2 separate regions of the Zea mays genome follow, and region 2 is linked to region 1. Evidence: chromatin contacts called from public Hi-C data. All regions are on one chromosome and are shown on one strand. The core of a region is the stretch at or near the end of the contact, and the rest is flanking DNA. Distances in the headings are between cores, read along the strand shown. Region 1 holds the start of LOC100279856. Region 2 holds the start of LOC100282790 (RING finger and CHY zinc finger domain-containing protein 1).

Evidence for each region. Hi-C and Micro-C count contacts between places; a contact is called where the count stands out from the background.
Region 2: a contact with region 1 is called in a Hi-C map of bundle sheath, with 2.2 times the contacts expected there. The contact joins the promoter of LOC100282790 here to the promoter of LOC100279856 in region 1. A contact is called at or near these places in 5 of 25 Hi-C or Micro-C datasets (bundle sheath, ear, endosperm and 2 more).

What each region holds. Positions count from the first base shown.
Region 1 is chr10:25,311,645-25,314,852 of Zm-B73-REFERENCE-NAM-5.0, reverse strand. It overlaps LOC100279856, which reads left to right and starts at 1,824. Exons shown (of 17, transcript NM_001152809.1): 1 at 1,824-2,196; 2 at 2,731-2,851. The coding sequence starts at 2,814.
Region 2 is chr10:25,653,235-25,656,555 of Zm-B73-REFERENCE-NAM-5.0, reverse strand. LOC100282790 (RING finger and CHY zinc finger domain-containing protein 1) reads left to right here and starts at 1,545. Exons shown (of 12, transcript NM_001155696.2): 1 at 1,545-1,763; 2 at 2,022-2,109. The coding sequence starts at 1,663.

The DNA of each region.
Region 1 (3,208 bases), core at 575-3,074:
GAGGGCGGGCTACAAGAGCATGGTTCGTGGCTGCTATACGTGAGCGGTTCGACATCCGCGAGACGACAAACGACAGAGCGAGGTATGGCGAGGGTAGACGAACGACCAGGGCTAAGGGGCATCGCCGGGACCAAGCTAGGCAGCTCGGTCACGTTAGGGCACGAGGGCTGGCCACGCCGGGACGTGAGCCGCGCGCGCTAGGGGTTGGCCTCATAGGGCTCGGCCACCAAGGGGGTGGGATCGACCACGCTAGGGCGGGCACAGTTGCACTGAGCATAGATAAGAAAGGGAGATGGGGGTTAGACGTCGGAGATTCTCGCATTGGCCGAGGTGCGGGGCTCGGACGGCTGATAGGCCGAGCCCAGGGCCAGGGACGTGGGTGCGGGCACGTTGGCTGGGCCGTCAGATCTCGGGCGGACAATTAGGATTAGGCTCGGGTTAATTAAAATCGGACCATTGGATTCGGGGTGAACGATGGGGATCGGGCGGCCAACTTCGGCCCTTTCTTCTGGCCACCAGAGGCGGTACATGCTTCACCCTGCTCTGTGTTATATTATGATGGGGATCGGAATAGAATTAATTCTCATCAACTCCCAACCATGCTCCCTCCTAGAAATCCACTGGAATCACTCCATCGGAGAATTAAGGAGCAAAATTAAAGAATCAGGAAGTGGAGCTCTCCCAAACGGGGCATTACTTCTTCAACTCCTACGTCTTTGAAGGTGATGAGTAATTAAGATATGATTTGTTCACCAAACAATTAGCATTAATAACAGTCGTCTTAAAAGAAAGAACACGATAGTGGAGGACCTTGATGTCATTTTCATAAATACCACTCCTGTGTGTCCAAGGAAAACACCATTTTTATTTTTTAATAGTCAAACTATCTTATATTTCGACCAAATTTGTAAATACCATATATAATAAGTATCATTAAATTAATCATAAAATTTAGAGAATTTAATAATATATGTATTTGCTAGTCATAAATGTTAAAAACATTTTCTTTGTAAATTTATTCAAACATTAATAAGTCTATTCAATCCAAATCTAGAATTATATTTATTTTTTACAATTGTAGTAATAAGTCTCTTTGAATTTCGCATCTAAATTTTAGAGCTAAAACTCCAAACAAGTGGTCTAAAGTTAGCTCTAAACTTTAGCCTATTTCATATTAGAGATTTAAAGCCCAAATGTGAGCACGAAAGTTTAGAGAAAAAGATTCAATCATATTCTAAGCGGTGATTCAGTAATTTCTTAAAGGCAGTCACAATTAGTATAATTGTTTCCGTCAGAAGCGTACGTATTGAGGATTGATTGCGGCTGCTGGCCGGTCGCTGACAGGGGGAACCCAAAAAGTTTCAGATAAACAAGATTATCTTGTGCAGAATGTGCTTATAATGACTGAGAAATGGACCGTTAACTGTACTTATTAGTATGAGGTCCTGGACCTATGCCTAAGTGTCAAGAAGATGACAAGGCAAAATAACATGGACCACAATATATACTTACATATACATAAGGAAATGCAGGGAGTTTGCTGAAATTTCACGGGAAATAATACAATTTTGAATGAACTTGTTAAGGGCATCCGAAATGGAGATCAAATTGCAATGGACTGAAAGCAAACTCTTTTTTCGTCATAGTCACTATTTATATGTTATTTATATTTATAAGAATAATTTATTGGTGGCATTGACTGCAATCAACAAACGATAAACGTTGCAAATGCATTGATTCCACATGGGATGACGACTGGAGTAAATCAGTAAACAGCAGGAGAGAGAAGCTACGGTTGACAAGCTTGCTGAATCATCCTCATCCCCGGGCCGAAGCCGAAGAGGACGAAAAGGCAGCCTGCTGCCGCCGCCGCCGCTGTTGCAGTTGCAGATCACACACACTACCCTTTCCGCGACCCTTCTTTCTGCATCCATCCACCCTCCCCCTTTGTCCTGTCTCTCTCCCTCCCACGCACACAGACACATCACACAGCTGGAGAGCAGGTGCTTCTCTCACACACACCTCGGCCCACGCCGCCGTTGCCAGCCAAGAGCAGTCGCGGGGCAGCGCTGAATCCTGATTAGGTGAAAAAGAGGGTGGCGACCATCGTTTTCGCTGCTGATTCTGGCTGCGGCTCATCTGCCCCAGTGCTGTGCTCCTGCACCGTACCGCAAACCCAGCCCAAGACTGCAAGAGGTAGTGCTCTTCTTTCTCGCAGGATCGTTCCTGATTTCTTTTCTAGTTTCTCTCGGCGTTTCTGATGGTTGCCGGTTCTGCGATCCGTATGGTCCCGGAAACGAATTTCTAGGGAACCGTTTTATTCTAACATAATGTGGGGGGAAAGAGTCACCATTTTCTCTGAATTCTTTCTACTGCACGCCTGGGATTTTGTCTTGTTGGGAATGCTGCTTCTTGGAATCCAAAAACAACGCGAATGCGTCGCTAACCTCACAAACAAGATCTTCATTTCCCCCCCTCGATGATTATAGCACATGCCCTCATGATTGAGCTTTTCCTCCGCTTTTGTGGTTTCTTGTTCTTCCTCCAAATCCCAAACCAACCACTAGATGGCGGTGGCGTTTTGGGGGGCGAAAATCCTATCCCTGCATTTGTCTGCGCTTCTTGGTCTCTCTCATCAGTCCCCTATTTTCCGCCACGATTCCATCTCTCCACCAACCCCTCTGTACCTTCTTCCCAACTGATTATTGCATTGACTTGACTTGTTTGCAGGTGGCATAGGCTCATGTCCTGCCCAGCGGTTCGCTTCAAATTTCTGAGCTGAACGCAGCTGGAGAGACCGCGCAGTCCTGAATATGTTTGGTTTCTCGCGGCGCCGGGTGAAACTTGGAAGGTGAATGTTATGCACAGTTCCTTGATTTCATCATGTGATGTTTTTCCCCACTCTTTTTTAAAAAAAGAAGAAGATCGGTGCCTGCTGTGTGATGATGACAAGGGGAGCTTGCTAGCGTGAAATTTGATCTCTTGTGTAGTTGTGCATCTTTTGAGTTTTGGCAGTTAAATTAGCACTTTTCTTCCAGTACATATCAGACTTGGAGATTTTCTTCAGAGATTTTTTTTCCTTTTACTGACTACCAAACATCTATGGACACAGTAGCACTGTTCATAAAACTGATGGGATACATTGTAAATTGATGAAGTCATACGGCTTCATGAAGCTCGGTCGGCATTGCATTCAATTTTATGCTAA
Region 2 (3,321 bases), core at 296-2,795, 340 kb before region 1:
CGTTGGCATCCGCGAGAAGCGACGGAGGGGGGATGAATAGGGAACCGCCTCATCTGGCGTGAGAGAGAAGGGGAACGTGGCGTAGAGGATCGCGTAGGGAAATGCGTTGCGGGAGGAAGGGGGCGACTGTAGCCCCTAGCAGATGAACAATAATGGGGGAGGGGAGGGCTAGAGGCTGACGTTGCAGACAGTCTCAGCCAGGCTCTCGTAAGATTCTTTGGCCGCGCGTCCCCGTGCGTGCAGGCGCGGCGCATGATGACAGAAGCACATGCACGTAAAACAAGATGCTTTATTAGGTAGTTTTTTTATTATATCTTCTAATTAAATATTTAATCATCAAACCGATTTTCATTATTGTGTTATTGAGATTTTTATAAACAAAACTATACCACTAATGCTATATAATATTTGAAGATTTGTTATGCACCCTTCTCTAATACATGTTTTAGTACAACCAAACAAACAAAATCTGTGTCTAGACAGAACAAGTCTGTACAAGCAACCAAACAAAAACGCTTACATGAATTCATCCAAGTTCTAACGATATCAGATAGGCTCATTCCGATCTGGCTCGACTTCTATAGGAACCAAACACACGAAATGTGATACAATGGATGCGTCTAAAACCCGTGTCTTAAAATCAATGCACCAATCAACTACGTTTTGTACCTTAAGCATAGAGCCAAGAGACGTGTCTTAATTTTTTTTATATTTAGCCTCTTAAACACAGCGAAAATATAACTTAAGACATTCATTATAGATGTCTTAGTCGATACCCGTATGTTGTAGATTGAGTGTGTCCAACCTGAATAGTCAAAAATATGATCATGTCCAACCTGAATAGCTAATAATGTGATTGTACACACTTTTTAAAAATCGAAGAGCTGATATTTATAAATTCATCCATGGAGACATCATTGGCAGAACTAACAATATTTTTTCTCTATCTAATTCTATCCAATCTAGATTAAAATAAAATTGAGTAGAAAAGAGAGTGCAAGCAAAGTATCAAATGGAGTACAAAGAACAACAGCTTGAGAAAAAGCTTGAAAGAGATGTGACGATGACGGCTAGGCCGCAGCTAGAGGAAAAAGCTAAAAGATGTGACGATGACGGCTAGGCCGGTGATGTGCGTGCGACCCATGCCGTTGTGCATCTCATCTACTTATCCTATTATCTCCTTCCCTTCTTTGTTAAAGATTTGATAAATAAAAAGTATTATAAGTAAAATGTGCAACAGATCTAAGGATTCTCCAACAGCTACTCTATTTTATCCATATTTCAAACTTTATTGATGTATATGTTAAAATGTTCATACAATATTTGATATATATGTTTTATATATGTATCTAGTTTTATCTTTATTTATTTAAATGTACACATAAAAAGCAAAAGCTAAAACGACCAGTACTATTTTAGTACAGAGACAGTATAATTTTTTATGTAATGCATTTCTTGAGGAAACTAATTTCTCTGCTGCAATGGCATTGGAAGAAGGGCACAGTTAGCAATCAAAGCGGTGGGCCTCCACGCCTCCATGTCCCATGACGTCGCTACTCTTCCGGGATGGACCAATAACATTTTATATCTGGACGCCCCTTATCGCCCTCGTTATTTACATCTCTGCCACCCTCCTCTCCGCCGTCGCCGCCGCCGCCGGGGATGGGGGGAGCGCAATTCCCCGGCGACAACGACGTCGCGGAAGTAGACGCGGCCCGCGACGGAGAGGTGGACCGCCGTGACGTGGGCAAGATGAAGCACGGGTGAGCGAGGCGCGCCTTGAATCCTTGATTACGTTCTTCTCCTGTGCCTCCCCCTTTGTGCTCCTTTTCTTCGGACGGAATCTCGATTCCTTCTTCCCGGTGCCGAATCGATCTGCGCTATGTGACTGGTTCATCCGTTCCCATTGTTGGCTGTCGATTTTGCTCGATTTCGTTCTCCTCCTCCGGTTTCCCGATCCAAGATGGCCTAGTTCCGCTATGCTTAATCTGCTCACGTCAGAAATTTGCTCGTTGCCGCAGGTGCGAGCATTACCGGCGGAGGTGCAAGATCGTGGCACCGTGCTGCAACCAGGTGTTCCCCTGCCGCCACTGCCACAACGAGGCTACGGTGAGCCTGTTTCTTTTTTTTTTCAGGTTGTGTCTCTTTTTCGTAGTAGGACAGGCTAACTTAGAGAGCTTTTCTACTCAGGAACCTTGCAGCGTAGTGTTTATATAGCATGTGAGAAGTGTTCGTGCAATAAAGTGTGAAGGAGAATAGAATTCGTGTAATTGGATGATTGTATTGGATTGAGTTAGGATGTTTATATAGAATACATGACTTGAGAGATAAGGCAACCTACGGTACAGATACATATGACAGTCTATGATACATAATATGTAAACTAACAAACATACTCTAATATCCTCCCCCAGTCGTAGCGGGAACATCGTAGACGGTTAGACTGAAGAGGAGTCAAGGGCTAACATCTCCCCGAGCCGTAGCGACATTGCAATGCAGATGGTGTGACTGAAGTAGAAACCAATAATGAGCTCATGTAGATGATAGCCCTTTGTGTCGATGTCGAGGTAGCCGAGCTTAAGGGCACATTGCTTTAATCGAAGAAGCCGTGTTGAAGATAGCTGAGGTCAATGTACAAGTTGCTATGTTGGTGGAGCTGCAAGCACACAAGAGGCACCATGGTGATGACGAAGACACATCAAGGCAGTTGTCGTGGAGGGGGAGGGTGATGTTGAGGTAGACACAATTAGGGCCATTGTAGATGAAAGACGGAGATGCAATTGAGGCATACATGGCGGGAACGGGAGGGTCGATACCGAAGTCGATGCAGTTAAGCCGCATAGACTAAGGTGTGGGCTGGGTTTGCCAGACCTAGCAACGCGTCAGGGACGAAAGCACGCACCGGTGTTGCCAATACCGAATGTACAAGGTAGAGTGCCCCAACCATGCATCAACGTCTGAGGGACCAACAGAGAAGGTCTCGACGATGATTGTGGTGCGTAGAACGACGAGGTAGAAGGTGTCAACATAGCACATGATTGTCAGAATAAACAAAGTAGGTGGGGATGAGACGTCGACATTGATGACGTGGTTGTGCTGGATGAAGTAGTGTTGGAGCGAATGGGTCAAACCCAAAGGCAAGTAGTTCGGCCATGAGCGGATACTCAGGAGCGAGCAAACCGATGCAGGGGGTGGATGAGTAGCGGTGGCCTCGCGCACTGGGGCGACAACGGCCTCACGTTCATAGGCAGAGCTCCAAGTTTACAACGAAGACTTGATTAGCAGGATGAAAACCTTGTGTGGATAGATGGCACAACAAAT